Linked DNA regions of Mus musculus: all the other regions are linked to region 3. The links are chromatin contacts, called in public promoter capture Hi-C maps. All regions are on one chromosome and are shown on one strand. Each heading gives the region's core, a stretch centred on a gene start, on an enhancer-like site or on the middle of the called end of the contact. The rest is flanking DNA. Distances are from core to core; before and after follow the strand shown.

Evidence for each region. Promoter capture Hi-C pulls out the DNA fragments that hold promoters and counts their contacts.
Region 1: a contact with region 3 is called in a promoter capture Hi-C map of 3T3-L1-derived adipocytes, with 3 times the contacts expected there. The contact joins the enhancer-like site here to the promoter of Ldah in region 3. A contact is called at or near these places in 3 of 39 promoter capture datasets (3T3-L1-derived adipocytes and liver), 5 of 484 Hi-C or Micro-C datasets (embryonic fibroblasts, liver, nephron progenitors and 1 more) and 1 of 115 datasets of contacts at active chromatin or transcription factors (embryonic stem cells).
Region 2: a contact with region 3 is called in a promoter capture Hi-C map of liver. The contact joins the enhancer-like site here to the promoter of Ldah in region 3. A contact is called at or near these places in 5 of 39 promoter capture datasets (the 3T3-L1 cell line, 3T3-L1-derived adipocytes and liver), 4 of 484 Hi-C or Micro-C datasets (the MC3T3-E1 cell line, embryonic fibroblasts, liver and 1 more), 4 of 115 datasets of contacts at active chromatin or transcription factors (bone marrow-derived macrophages, embryonic stem cells, neural progenitor cells and 1 more) and 2 of 9 other capture datasets (adipose tissue and pancreatic islet).

The regions. Positions count from the first base shown.
Region 1 is chr12:8,109,175-8,111,874 of GRCm38.p6, forward strand. All of the region lies in intron 1 of Gm33037 (a long non-coding RNA gene), which reads right to left. Among named protein-coding and RNA genes, the nearest start is that of Ldah, 98 kb to the right of the region's middle. Within about 2 kb of position 1,382, at least 16 of the 459 cell types and tissues checked have an H3K27ac peak or open chromatin away from gene starts, as enhancers often do. A contact at or near this core is called in 3T3-L1-derived adipocytes and uterus, where this site is marked.
Region 2 is chr12:8,088,722-8,091,421 of GRCm38.p6, forward strand. The region is part of intron 1 of Gm33037 (a long non-coding RNA gene); the gene reads right to left. Among named protein-coding and RNA genes, the nearest start is that of Apob, 110 kb to the left of the region's middle. Within about 2 kb of position 1,375, at least 49 of the 459 cell types and tissues checked have an H3K27ac peak or open chromatin away from gene starts, as enhancers often do. A contact at or near this core is called in 3T3-L1-derived adipocytes, adipose tissue, liver and 1 more, where this site is marked.
Region 3 is chr12:8,206,774-8,209,473 of GRCm38.p6, forward strand. It overlaps Ldah (lipid droplet associated hydrolase), which reads left to right and starts at 1,353. Exons shown (of 7, transcript NM_001364261.1): 1 at 1,353-1,431. It overlaps Gm33037 (a long non-coding RNA gene), which reads right to left and starts at 1,360. Exons shown (of 4, transcript XR_381233.4): 1 at 1,255-1,360.

The sequences.
Region 1 (2,700 bases), core at 132-2,631, 98 kb before region 3:
TCCAGGGTGCATCTGTCTGCAGCTGCCCTCTAACCCCAAATCCCAGGATTCTTGGAGCAAAGCTATTACCAAGGAGGTCAATTTCCAGAAGCTAAGGGAAGAAAGTTCCTCTGCCTAGTGTAAGTGGGTGTTCACCTGACAAGAGGATTCTGGAAAAAAGGCATTGTTGCCACAGAGAGAACCAGTCCCCCATTCTGAAACTGACGAAACCAGTGTTGCTTCCTGCTGAACTCAGCTTCCCATTTCCAGACGGCAGGCCACCCTTCCACCCCAAGGCTCCTGCCTCTCTCTTTGATTTCACTCCTGGCCACCTCTACCCTATCCTTCAACTTGTACACACCACACACACCCTTACTACCCAGCCTTCCAGAAAAGCGGGCTAAGTTCAACATTTCCCAAGTCTTTCCCAACACTCTTGGCTCCTTTTTCTCCTTCTAGCTAATTACTTAAATTTGCTCTCAGGCTCGCCTGCTCAGACAGCCCAGTGGAGGGGACCATTCGTTTTGTGTACTGGAAGTCAGGGAAGCTGACAGAAGAAATCACAGCATGCACAAGAATTGTCCAGAAAGAGGTGTGGAAGCAGCTCAGGCTAGAAAAGCAAGGGCTGGAGATACACAAGCACCACCACAATTCAAAGGGGGGGGGGGGGCTGAAGCACACGAGGAGGGGCATTCAGGACAGAGATGAACTTTGGAGTCTTTGGACAGAAGCTCCTGAGCACTGGGATCTAATGGAAAGAGCAATGAAGACCTTTGCAACAACTTAGACATTTGTGGCATGAGTTTGGATTTGGATTTGAAAAAGGAAGGTTATGCAGGGGGTCGGTGTAACAACAGATGTCTGTGAGCGAGAAGAGAACAGAAGCTCCAACCAGCATGGAATCCGTGGCGCTTGCCACCTGCCCTAGCAGCATCTAGGAAGTGTTCCACAGGAAGTTCCAAGGAACCGCACTGGCCAGCCAGGGACAAGCCCTGCCCTGCTGTGCCCAAGGTCTCCGATTGATAATCTAATTCAGTACTAAGCCTATGGAACTCTATAAAGCTCAAAATTGTAAACACAGCATATGGAATTTCAGACTTTGCAGAAGCAAGCTCCTGTGGTGGAAGAAAATGGGATAGAAGCTGAAAAAAAAATAGAACAGAAAATAGGTCTTCATGCCAGTGTGGTTGAGGCCAGGGGCTGTACACCTGAGGTTCTCAGAAGTATTTCATAACAACTTGGAGGAACAGAAAGAAGAAAAAGAGAGAATGAGGCTCAGGAAGGCTAGGCTGTCAAAGACTAGCAGGCTGAAAGCCAAGGGTCTGTGTTCTCCAAAACAGAAAAGGCTATTTGTTACGAAATGTCCTGGGAGCGATTGCCCACTGAGATAGCAAGAAGAGAGGGAAATAAAACTTCAAACAGAGTTTAATGTCTGAGCTCAGCGGATTGGGTGGTAAGGCAGGCTGCTTGGTGTGAGAGAGCAGAGCCCCAGCAAACGATCAGGCAGCTTGCTGCCTGCAGAGTGGCTCAGAATTCATTCTCTTTCTCCTTACAGACACAATCTCTGAACAAAATGGTACTGTTACCTACCAGAGTCCATAGAGCACCACATTATTTCTAGGCCACCTAATAAAACATAATGAGACAGCGATAACCAGGAAGTCTCTAGATGTTAGGACTTCTCCCCAAACTTCCAGAGGGATAAGGCTGTGATGACCAAGAGTCAACACTTAGCCCTAATCTGTGTTATGGGTGGGGGTGGGGCCTGTTGAGGAATAACATCACCATTCTAAAACCCAACAGGAGATGAGGATGAGCCTGATGCACCCACAAAGAGAAACCAGCTTTTCCTTCAGGTTTACCAGTCAGAAGTCAGCAGTCACTGGTCTCCATGGTCCTTTTATAGACATGGCAAGATAAATCCTGAGCTAGAGAGACTCCAAGGCCCTTGGGGAGTCACTCAGTGTCTCTGTGCATCATGTGTGAAACAGAAACAAGTTGTTCCCTCCTCCCTCCAACAATAGTGGCCTGAAGAAGCCCGAGAGAACACATACCAAGCACAAAGGGGAAAACCTTTGAGACTGGAATTTGGTAGAAGTCTGAAGTCTGACCCCACACCCAGCACTATCTTTGGTCTCTGGCAAATTACTAAAAAGACTAATTCTGCAGCCCCAGAAAAGGCCTTCTCTTCTGAGCTCCTATTTCACAACAGATAAAAACACAGCCATCCTTCCTTGACTATCAGAATTGGGTAGAAAACCTGACAGGATAACAGATGGGAAAGAAGTAGAAGTAGTTCCAGACAACTGCAGAATGTGTAGCAACTGTGGCTAAAATCTGCAGTGTTGAATTCTCATGGAAACAGAGGCAAGGACTTCCTGTGACTGGAGGAAGTAGAGGCTAGTTCCACTTTGATCAAAGGATATCTTGGCTCCCCTCCAGGCTCTCCAGGCTTTGTCAGCTGCCATTCTTCTGTCCCAGCCACATGGCCCACACAGCCCACAGACGACACTTCCCAGTGACCCATGAGCTATCAGCTGATCTCACTGGCAGTGGTGCTGATGGACATCTGTCCGCCTCTCTGCTTTGATGTGGGAGCTCGTAATTGTTTCCTGAGTGACTGGACCAGCTCCATGGTGTTTCCCTTCAGTGGGATGAGCAGCTATGCCACTAAATAAAACCATCTTTGAAATCGGCTTTCAGAAGGTACTGTCTGGAAAG
Region 2 (2,700 bases), core at 125-2,624, 120 kb before region 3:
ATTACTCAGTTAAGTGTATCCTGATAGCAGCTATACTCCTCTAACTTCTCCAGGAGAATTGATTTTCTTGCTGAGTAGGGCTAGTTATTTTCCCACAAAGGAATCCAATAGCCAATGGAGGTTCTCCAGGAATGATGAGATAGATATTTATTTGGGGGTGGGGGAGCATAAAGAATAGATATTACAGCAGGAATTCTCAAAGAAAGCAGGCTTCAGACAGATCCTGAGATCAGATATATCCTGCATGATCCATTTAGGCCAGGTCCTAGAGCTCCCACAATTCCCAGGGGTTCTAAGCATAGGTTGGGGCCTAAGACCAAGAAGAAGGAAAGAATGAAGTATGTCCTCTTAGAGCTTGACAAACGCTGTGGACTCCTTAGAAGTGACCTAGCAGTGCTTTGTCCTACAGTCCCTGTCCTGGAGAAAGCCCAGTCTCCCAAGGAATACAGCCATAATATCCCTGCACCTAGAAGCAGTTCCTTACCCAGATACAGCTTCCCCTGCCTCAAACACCAGAGTGTGCTCATAAACTTTGCTCTGCTCTGCCCATTTTTGCTCAAATTCTGTGTAGTCAGCTTCACAAAGGCACTTTGTGGCACAATTTAACAAGACTGTCAGATTTTAGCTTAGTTATTTTCTTTTTTCCAAAACTTCTTAGGCACCCATTATGCTGTTTCTTTGAGGATGTTCAGACCATCCAATTTATCCTTCCATTCCACAGACTTTTCTTTAATTATCAGGGATATACAGCAATTAATGGAATATGAAGAACAATGTTGTCTCGGAGGAGGGGGGCCACAACAAGATCGTTAATGAGAACTTTGTAAAAGTCACATGTTAGGCAAGCTGAAAGGGGCATGATGATCCTTACCAGGCCCCCAGTCCCTGGAATCCGAATCACAAGGGCTCACACCCTTTGCTGACATACACACCCTGCCCACAGGAGGCTGAGGAGAAAAGGAAGCACCAATTCCTAGGAACCCTGGGAAAACTGCCACACAGCCCTCACTGGAGTTGTTTCTCAACTGCCTGACAGAGGATTCCAGAGCTGGCAAGAGGCAGGGCACCTCTGATTTCCTTCCATCCTTCCATTCTACAACCCATTGGTCTTGCTGTATCCAGGGATTCCCTGAAGAACATAAGGGATACTTTGGGATTTCAACTCCACAGTCCTTTTAAGTGGGTTCCATGGGGTCTGGGCAACCGAAAGGACCAACAGCACTTCCTTCTCAGGTTCTGGGTTGCAAAAGGTGAAGAGAACCATACGAATTCTACAGTTCATGTTTCACTTTAGATTAGAAGAAAAACCGCAGAAAAATAAGCCGTGTCAATCATCCCTGCTGTGTAAACAAGTGGTTAATAAGTCATGAGACAGTTTGCACTTTTTTTTTTTTTTCCTGGAATGGCCAGTGACAATGCGCCAAAGCCAAACCTTCTCTTTCATAGCTATTTGAAAAAAAGAACAAGGAAAGCTTTTGTGTCCCCTCTGGGAGCTGCAATAGCCAGTCCCTAGCTCCCTGAACAGCCTAGCTGGGTAATAAGCCTGTGGCTGGGCATCCTAGAGCTGGCTCTGGAGTCCAGCAACTGCCTGCAGTAGGCTGGGGTAAAGGCCCAAGAGTCCTGGCTCCCCTAAGGCTTCTTAGGGGAGTCCTTAGAGGCAGGACTAGAGTTGCCTCTTGAGAGTGTTATCAGCTCAGAAGGCACCTCTGTGATGAGAAAAAGGCAGGCTTATCATCACTGGGGTGAAACGGCACCTTGGCAGGAAGTCAAAGTCTTGTGAAAATTAGAAAAAGGTGCCTGTGCCTCCAGATCATTTGTCTCCAAACCTCATCTGTCAAGGTCAATGATTTGGGCTTTGCAGACAATGAGAGCCCTCTCACAGCGACTCAATGTTCTGTTATAACAGAAAGCAAAGGCAGCCACAAACAGGAAACGGGATAACATGTTCCAAAACGACTTTAGTCTGTAGAGATAGTAGACCTGGGCATAACATGTTCCAAAATGACTTTAGTCTGTAGAGATAGTAGACCTGGGCATAACATGTTCCAAAATGACTTTAGTCTGTAGAGATAGTAGACCTGGGCATAACATGTTCCAAAATGACTTTATTTAATCTATAGAGATAGTAGACCTGGGCATAACATGTTCCAAAACGGCTTTAATCTATAGAGATAGTAGACCTGGGCATAACATGTTCCAAAACGGCTTTAATCTGTAGAGATAGTAGACCTGATTTGACTCATGAACCATAGGTTGCCTGCCCCTGCTTTGAAAAGATGCAGTTCATAGCCAGGGCTGGCACATGGAACAAAGGCGAATGGCCATCCTTCCTTACCCTTAGACTGATCCCACAGCCCTATCGATGGTGGCGGTCCTGCCCTCAAACGCCCAGAGTGCCAGTGACTACAAAGGACAGTTCTTTGGGCCTGGGATGGAAACCCCAGGGATCCTCAGCATCCTTTATGCATAATTTGTTTTCAGTTGTTGTTCTGACTCTCCAGTCCTGGAGTTGTGCCATCAGAAGGCCAGTCCTACAAACTGAAAGCCATCTCCCATGCCACTGAGTAAGCCCAAACTTGTAAACTGCACTAAGCCCAGGTTGTAAGCCAGACTCCTGTTACTTGAGAGTCAAGGAGAAGGTCTGTGAAGACAGGAAATCCAGGGGAGCCAAATCCCAGCGCTTCTGAGATGAGAAAAGCC
Region 3 (2,700 bases), core at 103-2,602:
TCATTTTACACTGCAGTTAACAGAAATAATCTCTGGCCAACTATAAAGTCTGAATTGCTTCAGTTATTTCTGGCACAGGTTCAGTGAAATCAGAAACATAAATCACCTAGATGCTACATCGTAGATGCATATCCAAGAATTAAAAGAAATCCTGCACCAATGCATTCTGTCATGTAGTCTATGGATGAAAGAAGGATGGAACAGATACCCAGAAAGACGCCCTTGATATGTCAGTAGTCCTTTAACAGCATTACTGGCAGGAAATTTACACACATAAAACTGACACCACTTGGTACATATCCTATGGTCACCGTAACATAATCATTTACTTTTATGTATTTATATCTCCAAACTCTAGTGATCACTTGTTAATACTGACCACACTGAAATGCTAAGGGTTTAAAAATTAGTTCATGAAAAACTCTTAACACAATGAATATCTTTTTCTATATTCATTAAATGTTACCTATTGGATGTGGAAAGTAGAAGTGATAAAAAAGGGTTATGAAGATATTTATCGGTTTACATTCCACAGCTAGTTGGATGTTGGTTCAGTAGTTATGAGCACTAACTCCTTTTCCACAGGATTTAGGATTGATTCTCAGCACCCACATGGTGACCCATAGGCTTATGTGGTTCAGGTCCCAGGGAACCCAGTGCCCTCTTCCAGCGTCCATAGGCTCCAGGCTACTAATATACAAAAAGATTTTTAAGTTAAAATATAAGTGATGTTGGTACTATCACCGAGGTGCTGGATACAAGCGCAAAGCTTTTCCATGTGTGATAATTACTATGGGTTTTTTTTTTCTTTCTTTCTAAGTTCCATGCTTCTTCTGGCTATAATACTGCCATATTGGCGACAGTATTTTGGGGGACAGAAATACACTGATTGCCTACAATTGTACCAAGTGTTGAGGATACTATCTTGAAGTTTGTAGTAAGCTGGAAATAGCTCTGGAAGGTCGCATTATCCTGAATATGAAACTGAATACTATATGAAGTTGAATACTAGCACTAAGGTCAGCTGAGAGTCAACTTTCCTGTGATCATGAGTCAGGAATGAAAAGCAACTGGTGGTGGAAGAAAGGAAAAGTGGGCAGATGGGGGGGGGGGGGGGAATGAAAGAACCTCCAAAGAGAGGAAAAACTCGTTTACCAAAACGACAAAGAACAGAGAGCGGGTAAAATTCAGGTGGTATGCTAGAAACGCTCTATGTGCTGCTCCCAGCAATCTCGCTGACTATAAACCACCTACCCATCAAGCTGCCACCCAAACTCTCACACGGGAGATCCTTGCAAAGCGTTCTACGGGTCCCGACTTCCGGGACCGGCGCGGCGCGGCGCTGTGACGTCAGTACAGGCGGAACTTCCGGGTCTGGTGAGGCTTTGCCGAGACGTCGGCGGACGACCCCAATACCTTGTGAGTGGGCAGGTGAGGTGATGCTGCCAGTACTGTGTGGTTTGTCTGAGGAAGGGCACGTGGGCTGCGCATGGGGTGGTGCTAGGATAACTGAGCTGCCATCACCCCGCGTGCACAGCCGCTAGGCCGTGCGGTACGCGATGGCACTACACTCGCCCGACCTGTGGCCAGGTCGCCAGAGGCTCCCTGGGTAAGGATAAGCCAATGCGCTGGCAGCCAGCCTTCTAGAAATAAATCCAAGTCTGCGCTGGGGCTCCCCAGGCATCTGTGGTCGACACTGTCCCTCGTGGATTCTCCTGAGAAATCTGCTGACATTAAAATTACCTTTACCCTTGCATATGATGTGTTGTTTCACTGCTTTTAACTTTTTTTTTTATTTTAGTTTTACAAAATGCATGGCTTCTAATAGTATAGTATACATTTCCCCAGCTTGAGAAGCTCAGCTTCTTGAATCTGTAGATTTATGCCCTTCCCAATTTTGAGAAGTTTCCAGATACTCTTTCTTAAAACGTGTGTTTTAGCCCCACATTGCCTTCTCTGAAACTCTAGTTGCATGAATTTTAGGTCATTTGTCATTGTAGTACAAGTCCCGGGGCTACTGCTGAGTTTTTAGACTGTTTCCCACCAATTCAGGTTTGTAAATTTTGTGGATCTATCCACGTTCTCTCATCTCGTTCTTTGTTGATACTACTCTGCTGATAATCCACCCCATAAGTTTTGTTCTTTCAATTATTACTTTTAAATTCCTTGCTCTTGTTTCTTATATAATATTTATGGTAGCTTCTGACCTTTAGTGTGCTCTTACATTTTTCTGGGCTTTGCTGTCTTCTTAGAAGAATATTTTAATCAAGCTCTTTCTTACTTTGGGAAACTATTACATTCCAGGTGCCTTCAACATTTTTCTAAACTACTTTGATGAAGAAGTTGGAATGTTAGTAGGAGAGACTTTTAAGATCATCATGGGCAAAATATCAGGTCACTTTTTCTGAAACGTTGTATTGTATGCCTGTGTCATAAAGGGTCAATATGCTTATCAGTGTGTTGTGAGCTAATGCTATGTGACTAGTGAGGTGAGGTCCTAAGAGGTGAGGCAACTTTGTTCTCAACCTCAGGAGGCAGCCTACATGCACTGCAAGAACCTATTAAAATTGGCCATGTGAAAAGATTAAATATGAATTAAATATAAGATTATGTGTTCAACCTATTTTTGTTTTAGAGCATTCATTGTTAAGCTTATCAATAAAGGTACTTCCAGATGACCCCTGTCCCAGTGAACAAGTC